Regions from separate parts of the Mus musculus genome. Here region 2 is linked to region 1. The links are chromatin contacts, called in public Hi-C maps. All regions are on one chromosome and are shown on one strand. The core of a region is the stretch at or near the end of the contact, and the rest is flanking DNA. Distances in the headings are between cores, read along the strand shown. Region 1 overlaps Gm40293 (a long non-coding RNA gene). Region 2 has its middle 63 kb from the start of Gm25377.

Region 1 (7,151 bases), core at 2,957-5,456:
GCCCATTGTTTCTCTCTGAAAGTACAGAAGCGACCTTCCCTTGCCTATATCTCTCTCAACATTAACTGCCAAGTTCCTACAGAACAGTTCACTAAATTTGAGTGCTCAAGAGATTTTCTAGCCCTAAATTCCAAATATTCCCGCAACTCTACAACAAACAAAATTTACCCCACCTCCGGTACCAACTTCTGTTTTAGGTTGTTTCTCTGTTGCTCTGATAAACCCCTGAACAAGTTTATTTGGGGTTATGCATTTATCTCATTATATAGCTTAAGTAGATAATGAGGATAAACCAGGGTAGGAACTCTGGCAGGACCTGAAGGCAGGAATTGAAGCAGCAGACACAAAAGAGTGTTATTGCTGTTTGGGTTTGTTGTTGAGGTGGTGGTTGTTGTTGTTGTTGAAATTGTTTAGTTTTTGTTTTTTAGGTTTTTTTTCCCCTTCAGAGTTGCTTGGTCTGCCATTCTTATATGACCCAGGACTATCTTCCCACAGTGAGATGGACCATCCCATATCAATCATCAATCAAGAAAATATCCCACAGACATATCTACATCCCAATATTATAAAGGCATTTTCTCAATTGAATTTCTTTTGTCCATAAAACCCTAGTGTGTGTTAAATGGCACTAACCAATCCAGCACACATATTTACTTCAGACTTTTGACCACCTGAGTGTGTATTTCTCAGTTATGCCAGAAACTGTGTATAAAAACATCTATCTCATATCACAACCTGTTCTTCCTCTTACCTCAACGACTTGTTTGATATTTACTTCTCTTCACCATATATATATATATATGCGTGTGTGTGTGTGTGTGTGTGTGTGTGTGTGTGTGTGTGTGTGATAGTTTAAGAACAACAGATGCTGTTTGGTATAAACTGCTAGAGACGTCAGATAGTAGTGAGTATATTTGTAGTGATGTTCCCTACAGGGGCTTCTGGAGAGCTTTGAGATACACTGAATATTCTATTGTGGCTTTTTCAAAGCCTTCCTCGGGAATAGAAAGAATTTCATTTTATTTATTATATTATATTTATTATGTTATATTGGATGTTTATTGCCTTTGGTGACAGGCACTAGCTGGGTGCTATCTGGGTGAGACAGTGAAGAACTCTACATGTTTTCACTTATTTCTATATATCATACATAGACAGAAATAGAGATATTCATTTATTTCTGTATTATCTTCCGACAGAAACCTCAAGTGATAGGGACAGGCCACATACTTTTTTTCTAACATAGAAAGTTCATGAACACATGATATTAGTTAGTTAGTTAGTTAGTTAGTTAGTTAGTTACCTAAATGAACTTTAGGTTTCTCTTTGCCCATTTAAAACAGGGAGAATGCCAGGGCCAGGAGGCGGGAGTGGGTCGGATGGGGAGAAGGGCTGGGGGAGGGTATAGAGGGCTTTGGGGATAGCATTTGAAATGTCAATGAAGAAAATATCTAATAAAAAATAAAATAAAATAAAATAAAATTTAATAAATTAAAAACAAATTTCTCACTGAAGAAACAGTGACTCATGAGGTTAGCTGATTTTGGATAATAAACAGCACATGAGCACACTCAGTTCACCTCTATCCCTTTCATTATCTGTTGCTGCCTCTGGCAAGCTCTACCAGCTGCCCCGAGCTCCAGCCTTAAAGGGCCATGGGCATCTGCTAGAGCCAAGGTTTCTGGTAGTTCCTATTCCTGCAGCCTCAGCTACAGTAGAGATATTCATTTATTTCTGTATTATCTGTATTTCCACTCCGTGCTTTAGACATGAGTAGTAGTAAGCCACCTTAGTCATCGTACTGTACAACAGAGATTTGTAATGGATACAGCTTCACAGGCATCCATCACCAATGAAGAAAATAGTCAGTGGTCCTTATATCCCAGTTTCCCTTCCTGCGGGAGATGGTTCTGCAAGGTGTTTGCTGTTGTTCACAGAGATGTGACAGTAATGAAGTTACAATAATGAAACCTTCCTTGGCTAACAGTGACCTTAGAAAATCTGCCACCTTGTCCTCACTCCTAGAATCATTCCCATCTCTTCTCCATGTGTTCAGCCTTAAAACATCTTCTAAATACCCTAGCCATATCCAGATCCTTTGAATGTTCCCTGACTGAGAAAGAATGAAGCTTAAGGCAAGAATTGATTATTGACTCAGTTGGCTTGATGGGAGCTAATCTTCCAGCCTCTCTTGGCAAGAAGCTGAAATTGTCTCCATATGTCTGTGGACTTACATATTCTATTGCCACTTACTTGGAGGGAAGGAATTAGAATCCTTTTGTGAAACATTTGGAAGCCTCATCATAGTACATGACACTCTCCCAAGTTGTCTTACAGCTATGCTTTTAATTATGCCAGGAAGCACACTCATGCACATACACATGCATGGTGATTCACATGCTAGCACATGTGCCCATACACATCCATTCGCACATATTCATGTGAGCACATATGCAAATTCATTTATGTACACACAAGTACATGTACACACACATACACACACAAGTCTCAACAAAGCAAGTCCAATTCTTTGCAAACTCAAACACCAAATAAGATAGATTAGCTACAAGAAAATTTTGCCTTCAAAACATTCAAATTGCACTAGAATAAAATGTAGAGAAAACTATGGATCATTAGGAGAAAACATTCTATGATCCTAGGCCTCTGTGTGACGTTCACAGAGATCAGTCTGACACCCTAATCCATGGGAACACTTTGAATTTTGACTTTCCATGTAAAGTGCTTAACAGCTTTAAATTCTGGTATTCACACCTGGAAAATGGACATATAGATTCTGAAATACTTCCCTGAAGTAGACAGAGAATGGATAGATTATTAGGCAGGGAAAGCTATTAGCAGAATGCTTGGCATGCATTCATCTCTATGTACTAGGTATTTATGTCATTGATTGATTGATTGATTGATTGATTGATTGATTGATCTGTATACATTGCCATTCAAAAAATATTCACTGAAGTTGCTGAGGGTAAAAAGTGCAGTCTGCAGAGCTGCAGGAATGTGGGTGAGAGCCTCTTGCGAGGACTCAGTCTGAAATGTGCCAGAGCCTCAGTCACTCAAAGTCTTGACTGGGCTTAATTCCTTACAGCAGAAAAGCAAGAGGAATCCCTCAGAGCTGCTGCAGCATCCTCATGATAGTCAATTACATCATGTGCTCATGCTTATCCATAAATATAATACATACTTCTACCTATGTTTATTATCTGTGCATTTATGTCTATAGCCTAGTGGATATCATGGCGATGGTGGTGGTGTTTTGTTTTGTTTTGTTTTGTTTTCCTTTTTTAGATAAGATTTCATATTACCCGTTCTGATCTGAAATTCACAGATATGGCTGACAAAAATCTTGGATTTCTGATCCTCCTGCTTTTTCTTCTCAAGTGCTATGATTACAAAAATGCACTCTTCTGCCTGCTCTTTGCTATGATGGGGATTAAGCCTAGGGCTTTATGCATGCTAGCCAAACACTACAAACTGAGCTAGGTCTGCAGTCTCTAGTTCATGGTAACTTTAATTTCTTTTTTTTTCCAAAAAGCTTTAAGTTTATTTGTAACTGACTCCCTGTGTCTGTGTGTGTGTGTTACTCTGTCTCTGTTTTTCTCTGTCTCTCTCTCTGCCTCTGTCTCAGTCTCTGTCTCTCTGTCTCTGTCTCTCTCTGTCTCTGTCTCTCTCTCTCCCTCCCTCTCTCTCTCTCTCTCTTTCTCTCTCTCTCTCTCTCTCTCTCTCTCTCTCTCTCTCTCTCTCTCTCTCTCTCTCTCTCTGTGTGTGTGTGTGTGTATGGGATGTGGTGGTATGGGTATATTTTCTATGGTGTGTATATGGAATTCAGGGGACATTATTTTCATGGATTAGTTCTCTTCTTGCGCTTGTAAATTGGGAAGCTCGAAATCTGGTCCTCTGGCTGGGGACCAAGCATCTATACCTGCTGAGCCACCTTACTCATTAGTAACATTTAAGATTATTAGTTCATACCTCAAGAGCAGAGAAGCCTGGGCTGTTGCTGAAGACTTCCCATACCACTTGAAAAATGAGCATGCTAAGTTTGGAAACACAAAGAGGTGGCAGAATGAGATAGCACAGAGGAGGGAGAGACACACATTTGAAAGACAGCTGGGAGTGCTGGTTAGAGGAAAGCATTAGACACGAGAAGATTCATCCTGGAAAAAATTCAGGAGGAAGTGGAAAACAGATGGCATTGGGCAAAACAACAATGAGGTCAATGGCAGGGATTTGAGCCAGGGCACTAACCTGATCACAGAGGTAATGGCTGTGATTGCTTTGGGCAAAGTGTTGAGTATGGCTGACTGACAAATCCCAGAGACAGGAAACTGCATTTTGATATCCATTCACTCTGAGCAAGCCACATGTCAACACACCGTAATGGCCAGTACTATATTAAAGGTCTCTTGAGAGAACATACTATTATGTATTGTCCTTAGAGTAGACAGTGAAATAAGAGTATGCTGTTAGGAGAGAGCTCAGTAAGTTGCCAAGCCCAGCCATATTCCTGAGCTGTGCCATCCTAGCCTTGGCTGGCTACATTTGAGGCTATGGTAACATATAGCTTTCAAGCTTCTCCTGAGCCATGCCATCACTTCATTGTGAGAACTTGCTGGCTATAATAACATAAAGAGCACAGGAGCCTCAGATCCAGTGAGGAATGGCAAACTCCCCGTTCCCAACCCTAAGGTAAAGCTCAAAAGAAAATGGCATGGTCTTTGTCTAGTCCATGTGTAGATGCTGATAGTGTGTGCAAAAAAAAAAAAAAAACCCACCATAGCTTATCCCTCCTTCTATGGCCTAGAAACTTCTACCCTACAGAAGCTACTCATGCTGAGTTTAGCTAGACCCATCTCCTTGATCCAGCTATTAATCATAGCCCTGCCTCCTTATTAAGCTTCATTGTTCAACTGTACATAATATACATGATGAGCTCCCAAGGTACTACAGTTTTTTTCACAGAGAACCCTGTCTACCCGACCCCAGTTATTTTGTGTGCCTGCCTCTGTCTATTATTGTTTATTATTATTATTATTATTATTATTATTATTATTATTATTATTATTATTATTGCTTTCTTGCCATCCCAGTCTTGTCCAAATCCCTAATCCATGCAAGGATGTGGCAAGATTATTCCTGCTGTCCTCTTACAGTGCATCCACAGGCACTGAACATAACTGACTGGTAACCCAATTCCATTTCTGAATTCCCAGAGTGAAGCCCATGGTAAGAGGACCAGAAATTGTACCTTGGAGAATCTGATTGACTAAGGCTCAAAACTGCAGTTAGTGCCTCTGCTTTTCATGAACTGGTGTTCATTTTAAAACAGAAAAGGAAAAGGGGGGAAAGACTATGGAAATGACTACCAAGAGGATGGAATGAGATTCTAATTGAAAATAAATAAGCTCAAGGATTATTGCAGCTTCCTCGCCGTGTGCTTGAGTTCACAAATCACATAAGGAAGAAAGCAAACACTGAACGGATTCAGAAAGTGTTCTCTAGGGAGGGTGACTTTGAAGCAACAGTGCTACCCTATTGGGTAGGCATTAACACAGAAGAGTTCTATTAACCAAGGAAAGTTTCAGAATTCCTCATGGACTGGAAAGGAGGCTCAGTGGTTAAGAACACTTACTGCTCTGCCGGAAAACCCATATTCAATTCTCAGTATCCAAATGGCTTTTTGCAACCATCTATAATTCCAATTCCAGGGGATCTAATGTCCTCTGCTGGCTTCTTCTGGAATCAACATGCATATGGTACTTGTGTGTGTGTGTGTGTGTGTGTGTGTGTGTGTGTGTGTGTGTGTGTGTGTGTCTATATGCATATGATGTATATGCATAAAATAGATCTGCACATATATATAAAATCAATTTCTTAAAAAATACCACAGATCATCTACTCTAGTGTCTCCTATTTTCTGTTCTTAAGCAATTTATTAACTTGCTTAGAATTTATACTGTAAAGCCTGATTATAATATGAGAAAGTTAACCTGTGTCCAATTCTGCTCTCCAAAGAAAATTTTAATCCTTCTCTAACTCTTAGTCTGTATCTTACTGGGGGGTTTCCTTATTTGGCTTTCTCACTCCACATTCCAGTCTCTAGGATATGCTGAAGAAGTGCTATTGTCCAATCATATTACATGACTTGGTATATTAGATGTGTTGTCTCTGTCATAAACATCTGATAGAAACAATTATAAGTAGGAAGGTGATATAGGTCACAATAGATTAGCCAGTGGCTTATAGTGTTTGTTACTCTTTCAAGGACCTGAGTTAGATTCCTGGAGCCCACATTGTGACTTATGACCATCCATAATTTCAATCCATAATTTCAGTTCCAGGGGATCTGATACCCTCTTCTGGCCTCTGTGGGCACCAGATATATGTGGTCTAGATAAAATATGCAGACAACACACACACACACACACACACACACACACACACACACACACACACATAGCAAAAATTCTTCTAAATGGTAGTAAGGACTAATGTTGGTTCATGGCTTCAATAACTATTGTTAAAAGTCTGCAGAATTTATTGTCTCTAGGCCTATGTGAAGTATGTGAAGGGGCCCAGATGATTATCTTATTGTCTTAGTCAGGGTGTCTATTTCTGCATGAACATCACAACCAAGAAGCAAGTTGGGGAGGAAAGGATTTATTTAGCTTACATTTTCACATCACAAAAACGGAAGTCAGGACTGCAACTCAAGCAGGTCAGGAAGCAGAAGCTAATGAAGAGGCCATGAAGTATACTGTCCCTGTACCCTCTGGTTAATCTGGCTAAAGGTTCATCAATCTTCTTGATTTTCTCAAAGAACCAGCTCCTGGTTTGGTTGATTCTTTGTATAGTTCTTTTCGTTTCTATTTGCTTGACTTCAGCCCTGAGATTGATTACTTCCTGCCATCTACTCCTCTTGGGTATATTTGCTTCTTTTTGTTCTAGAGCTTTCAGGTATGATGTTAAGCTGCTAGTGTATGCTCTCTCAAATTTCTTTTTAGAGGCACTCAGAGCTATGAGTTTTTCTCTTAACACTGCTTTCATTGTATCCCAAAAGTTGGGGTATGTTGTACCTTCATTTTCACTCAATTCTAAAAAGTCTTTAATTTCTTTATTTCTTCCTTGACCAA
Region 2 (7,151 bases), core at 2,178-4,677, 180 kb before region 1:
AATAAATTGAAAAGGAGAAAAGAAAAAAGATTAGGACTGTGAATATACAGAAGCAAGCGTCTGGAAATAAAGTTGTGTATTAGTATGGCAACAGGGATGAGAGGCTGAATCTCAAGGGTCCAATCATTTTTTTAGTTTTCTTTGTTTGTTTGTTTTTTGGTTTTGTTTGTTTGTTTGTTTGTTTGCTTTGATTTGCTATAATTTTACACAGTCTGCTATTCTTGACCATGGGATTACAAAGACGAATAGGAGAAAACCTAGTGGCTCTAGAAATTCAAAGGATAGGAATCAGCCTATAAAGTGAACACAGCTGTTCCGACATCTCATAATAAAGACTTCAAGCCACAATCACTCAGGAAAATTAAAAAGCTCTTTACATCTAGAAGGAACACTTATACATATCATATAACAGCCATATATATACCAAATGCCGGGCTTCCACACTTCATAAAACACTAATGAACATAAAAGATGAGGTGAGCCCTATTGCAATAATAATGGCTGGCACTGACAAACCAATCTCATCACTAGATAGATCATCCAACCAAAATATTAATGGAAAGACCTCAAAGCTAAACTGTCCCGCAGATAAAATGGCATGATGCATATACACAAAGATGCATTCTGTTCCAATCAAAGGAAAAGCAATACAGATTCCTCTCAGCAGTCCAAAGAACCTTCTCTAAAAGAGATTGTAGGCCATAAATCAACTCACTCCTACCAAATACAAGGAATGCAAAGAGTTTACTGTATTTTTATCAGATTATACTTCAATAAGATAAAGTTTATAACATGCAAAACCCACAGAAACTGTCTTAAAAAAACAAAATTGATCAAAAGCATTACTGTAAGATATGAACATTTGAAAACAAAGGAAAACACGTCAAGGTACTGGATGTGTAGTAAAGTGGTATCATGCTTGCCAAGGGTGCACAAAACACAGAAATCAATCTCCAGAACAAACAAGAGCAAAACAAACAACAACAGCAAAAACCTACTGCAAGAATCAACTATAGTCAAGACCTTCAATAACACAGGAAACAAATGAGATTACATAAGACTATGATGCTTCAGAACAGCAAAGGAAACAATCACCAAGAAACAGAAAGCTATATAGAATAAGCAAAAGAGTCTTTGCCCATTCACACATCAGTCAGAGGATTAATATCCAAGATATATGAAGAGCTGCAAAAAGGAAACATCAGCCAAACTCATCTAATCAATAAATGAACTAATGAACTGAGCACACATTTCTGACAAGAAGAAACACTAATGGCCAATAAACATATAAAAGGATTTTCAACTTCTTTAGCCATCAGAGAAATTCAATAAAACTGTTTTGAGATAAAGTATGACACATACTTATGAAATTTTACTCAACTATTAGAAAAAGAACTCATGGCATTAGCAGGAAAATGGATGCAATCAAAAATAATCAGTGATATAAATTTGACTGATAAGGACAACTACACATTTTCTTTCATATGTGGAACAAAAATTTAAAATGAGACATGTCAGGGCTAATGAACTAGCTTAGTGGTCAAAAACACTGACTTGTTCTTCCAGGGACTCAAGTTTGATTCTCAACACCCACATGACACATGGCAATGCCCAACATCTGTAATTTCAGTTTCAGGTTGTCCTCTTTTGACCTCCTCAGGCACTCCTTGCACATGGGAACACACATACAAGCAGACAAAACACCCATACACAAAATTTAATTTTATATATAATATATAAATGTTCAAGAATCAAAAAGCAAAGAGACCCAGCTTTTGTCAGAACTTTTTATCCAAGAATCAGAAATCCTGGACTCAGTCGAAGAATAAACCTGTAAAGGTAAGCAGATGTTACCTCTGGTCTAGTTAACTAATTGTCCATCCAGGAAGAGGGAACCAGGTTAGTCAGGTAAGAATTTCATCAAACAGAGCAAAAGGAAAACTGGGTCCCAGTGCATGGTTGATTCCTCAGAAGAAAGCAGGATTAGGGCGTGCCATCCACAGTTGATTCTTCCATATTAGCTAATGACTGTTTTCATTATCCCCAGGAGAAATGGGGAGGAAAGATCACTCTATTAGCAAAATGCTTATTTAGTGGTAGACCTTTCACAGGGACAGTCTAACATATAGATTCCTACACTACAGCAGTTGTCCATGAATACATTGAGGTGATATTGATTGTGAGTAAGCAAAATGATGGATCTGCTAGATTTACCCATGAAACACTGTATACACATCAAAACAACACATGGCATCCGACAATGAAATACAGTTATATTGATCAACCAAACTAATACTAGTAAAGATCCAAAATTATTATAACTTGTTTGGGGAAATAGTTCAGTGAGTACGAGTAGTTGCTTTGAAAGCATGAGGACCAAAGATTCTTTCTTCTGTATACATGTGAAAGCTGGATACATGTATATGACTGTAACTCTAGTGTTGAGAGGCAGAAATAAAAGAAATTGGGGAAACTCCATCTTCAGTGAGAGACAGCATCTCCAGGAAATGAAGTAGGAAATGAGAAAGTGACAGAGCTGGGCTTGTAGCAGCCTTCTCTGGGTTCTACATAGAGAACACACATATGTGCACACACATGCTTACACATACATATATATATACATGAACAAAGTAACCTATCAGAATGGGCCACATCTTATCATCCCTTTGAAAGCTTTAGGATTAAACCAATAATAATAACTTTTGCTTAAGTCATAGCCTATTTGCTTTCTGCCAGAGGAGACATGTGAGTCTGTCATGAACAATGAAGATGTCACAATTTATGTGCTCTTGAGTCTAGAATCTTACCAAATGGAAATTTCAGTGCTTTCGGCAATGCTTTAGTTAAGGTCAGGTGGGTTATCTGTCCAACACCGAGTTCCTTAAAACTTCACAGATTATACATAAACACTCTGCCATTATAAAACCCAATTCAAGGTAGAAGGATTAATGTACAATGTAAATTTAATTACAGTTTTAGTCATACACACACACACACACACACACACACACACACACACACACACACACACACACACCCCTGCCAATTCCCGGAAAGAATTGAAACACTTCACATTAGGAACAAAACAAACACAGCTTATTCTGATGTTCTTGCTTTAAATCTCTCAACCCTGTATCTCTGCCAGGTGTGACAGCGCCTTTTATTTCAGCAATGAATACACAATGGCACTACTTCTTAGAAATCTTAGACCAAAGAGAAAGTCATCTCCCCAGCTATCCATTTCTGCAAACAACAGCTCCTTCTCAAATTTCCACTCCCTTCCTCTCATCTCAGATATAGCCTGTCCTGTTTTCCCAGGGTCTGAGTTTGGAAAGCAGCCTTCTTTTCACACAGTCTCAGACTCTGTTTTTAGTGACAATTGTTCTGTGTCCTCTGAAGATGGCCATCTGTTCACCTTGGCGGATGTGAGTATCTCATTACCTGTCAGGTTTCTAAGTTGGCTCCTTTATCCATAACAGTTTGATGCTTGTTGGTGCCAGTCTCCTTTTGGGTCAGGGAGGTGATTTCAAAGTCTCTCAGAGCTTCAGGAGATATACAAGCATCATCCTGATTGTGTGGACATCATTCACCTTCTGTGCATGTCAGTGGGCAACCCCTTCCTCACCAGATACATGTTGTGAATGCAAGCTAAACAAAAAAATCTTGACACCATTCCTGTTATTCTCTGGGTCCAAATAATACAGAGGGTAAAATAATTTAATAAACAGGTTGACTAAAATCCTGCTTTAAAAAAACTCATTATTTGCATCTCAAAATAAGTTTTGATAGATCACCAGTGCCAGGCTAGTTAAGCAGCCTAGACCAGTCTTTCTGTATTTGAGACTGCTGCCCTTATTGAAATAAGAGACAGGAGATAATTTCAGATCTCTGTATGACCTTAGAAATCATTCTAAATTCAGTTCTTGCCTTTTCTTTTTCCAAACTGGCAAAACATGTTATGAAGTAATGAAGTCACTTGTAATTCTAGTATAAATTTCAGCCTAAATCCAGTTTGCCAGAGGTTAGAATTAAGTGTGGAAACACTGAGATGAGGGGACTAGCATTTATTGAGAATTGGCTAGATATCAGTAATTCTTATAATAGGAATTCTTTTGATTATTGTGTCTGTTTATATGAGTCTTTATTTACAAGCAGGCAGCGAATCAGTTTTATCCACTTCCATTCAGCATTTAAGTGTATGTGTTTTTAAAACTGTTTTTTATATTTGTTCATCTATTCAATTGTTGTAAGGGGGAAAAAAGAGTGCACATGCCACTGTGCACCCAGGAACGTCAGAGGGCAACTTTTGGGAGTCACTTTGATTTTCTCTTTAAACCATATGTATCCCAGGTAATGTCTTGAAGGCAAGAGCTTTTCTGTGCTGACCCATGTTGCTTGTTCCAAGCTTATGTTTTTTAAAAAAAAAAAACAAAACTTGTGTTGTTTTGAACAGAACAAAAGAATTATTCTCCGGACACATCTTAAAGTGCACAATACTTGCTATCTATAAGCTAACTGTTGTGTGGAGAAACATACCAAACAACAACTCAGCTCCATGATGCCAACCCTGATCCTGCTAACTATCATATTTCTGAATGTGAATACTTTTCATTATACATATGAGAATCTATTATATATACACGTACTATACATACATTCATTCAGCATTTTGCCCCATTTAGTTCATTTTGAAGATCTCGAATGCTTACCCTTCTTACTGTAGAGATCAATGTTTTTATTTTTTAAAAGAGAAGTTGTATTTTATTATACATATATGAATGCATTTTCTTTGTCTCTTCATCTCTTGATGGGCACTCACCTCACATTGATTACCATATATCAGCAGCTGTTAAGGCTGCAATGATTATTGTAATATATAGTTGATATATTATTTTCAATTATTTTTAAAATATAGAGAAGTGCTATTACTTAGTCATAAAATAGTTCTATTTTTTCAAGTTTTGAAAAACCTCCATACTATTTTCCTTTTCTGTATGTCCTACTGATTAATAGTTTGGATACAACATTCTTGAGGAGCTTACCTAATAACTGTTTGTACATGCACAGAGAACTATGTATTTAAATCTTTTGAAATTGTAAAACTGGAAGTAAACATAAGGGAACATGCCATGCCTTAGTTTATGCAGTGTTTTTTGTGATTGCAGCAGCAAAATCTCAACTAATAAAACAAAATGAGAAAGATTGTATTAGACTAACCATGCCCAGGAATTCAAAAGCACTTGGGTAACCTGCATACAATCAGCCTAGATCATATTTCAGCATAGATGAGATAGACAATCTCCAGGTCTCACCCACTTTCATGAACATATATGCCATTAATAGTTGCTGAGAGAGGAAGAACTATTCTTTTTAAGGGTGTGGCCACTGATAGTATTCCCATATTTCGAAGGATGGGCTTATACATACTCATGAATGTATGAGCAGCAGTGATGGAACTTGGCTGAGTTGCAACAATGAGACAAAGATGTGCTTAGAGGGACAAGAGGAAGCTTAAAGGCAAAAGGGGGTGGTTATGATCATGCTTCATGGTACACATGCATGAAAGTATCAAGAATAAAGAAAATATAAACTTTTAGGCATTTCAAAAGAAACAATCAGACTAAAATGACAACCCATGGAATGGAGACCACACCTGTGAATAATGTATATGGCTAGTTTAATCCCCAGAATGCATAAGAACTATTTGTAATTCAGAAGCAAACCAAAAATCAATACTGGTTATCCTCCTGAAGGATAGCTACCTCATGAGGCAAAGACTAGGTGGCTTATATTGATGAGGTAAGGGGAGGTTGCAGAGTTAGGTTACAAATGCAAAATGACTATGCATTGTTGTGCCCATTCCAGTTTTAAAAACCTAATGAAAGATTTCTCGTTACGGGCATGAAACATAAGACTCTCGATTGACAGCACTTCTTCCAAGAAGAAAGCTGAACAAGTAGAACAGTAACTCTTCATGGCCCATGGATGCCTGATATGATATGGGGAACTCAGAATACACGAAGAATCCCAACTTTACAAGGGCTGATTTGACTGCTGATTAAGCTGGGTTGGAATTATGAACAGCTGTTTGCCTGCGACAGGGTAGCCACATAGTCACGAATGCCTTCACGTTTCCATTTTTCCTGCCCTGCTCCCTCAAGTGCTGTGATCATCTCGCCTAGCAAAACCTCAATTATAGTTGGGAAATTTCTAGAGACAACACACACACCATCCCAAGAGAAAAACCATTTGTAGGTGCCTTAAGTTTAGGAGAGTGCTGTGCTTTTCTGAGTCTTATATGGTACGGCCATATCCATATCTTGATGTTAGTGTTCCCGTTAGTGACACATTCTCTTACACTTGAAACAAGGAAAGTGACACCCCCATTTCTAATCTTTTTTTCACTTCTGTCTCTCACCTATATGGGTTTTGCTGATAAATAAGTTTGAAGGTCATAGCCTAGGGGCACGGGCTCACTAAGGCACTGACAGCTAATCTTATGCAGAATACTTCTTTTCCCACACTTTACCATCACACACATATCGGCTTCCTTTAATACTCACAGGTTAGGGCTAAAACATATTTTAACTCAGTTAACCTAAATATTCTAGTTTTCTCTCAGTTGCTGTGTTAAAACAGCCTGATTAAAACAGCCTATAAGAGGAAAGGACTTATTTCCTCTTCCTGGTCACAGGCTTTCATGGAGAGAAGCCAGGCCAGGAACTCATGCAGGAATCTAAAGCAAAGAGCTGTGGAGGAAAGCTGCTTGCTGGATCACTCAGAGGTTAGCGCTTAGCTAGGTTGCTTATACAGCCCAGGACCATCTCTGTAGGGATGGGGTTCCCTTCCATGGACTGAATGCTATTACATCATGCAGTAGGCAAAATCATTGTTCACAGGCATACCAACAGAACAATCTGTTAGACAATTACTCATTGAGCTTAGTTTTTTAAAGGTGTTTCTAGGCTTTGTCAAGTTGACAGTCAGTGTGTTCTAAATTCAGCAGCCACATCTTTCCATCTCCACTGCCTTAATGTTCATTTATGGTATTGTCTCTCACCCAGACTAATAAAATATTATCTTAATAGATGTTCTTTGTTCCCTGTGGCTCCAGTCTGTTCTCCACCATTTCTCCATGGGTCTAACCCATT

The links. Hi-C and Micro-C count contacts between places; a contact is called where the count stands out from the background.
Region 2: a contact with region 1 is called in a Hi-C map of cerebellum, with 2.6 times the contacts expected there. The contact joins two enhancer-like sites. A contact is called at or near these places in 3 of 484 Hi-C or Micro-C datasets (brain and cerebellum).

Annotation. Positions count from the first base shown.
Region 1 is chr5:39,270,961-39,278,111 of GRCm38.p6, reverse strand. The region is part of intron 1 of Gm40293 (a long non-coding RNA gene); the gene reads left to right. Among named protein-coding and RNA genes, the nearest start is that of Gm40293, 33 kb to the left of the region's middle. Within about 2 kb of position 4,206, at least 2 of the 459 cell types and tissues checked have an H3K27ac peak or open chromatin away from gene starts, as enhancers often do. A contact at or near this core is called in cerebellum, where this site is marked.
Region 2 is chr5:39,454,502-39,461,652 of GRCm38.p6, reverse strand. No RefSeq gene overlaps it. Among named protein-coding and RNA genes, the nearest start is that of Gm25377, 63 kb to the left of the region's middle. Within about 2 kb of position 3,427, at least 3 of the 459 cell types and tissues checked have an H3K27ac peak or open chromatin away from gene starts, as enhancers often do. A contact at or near this core is called in cerebellum, where this site is marked.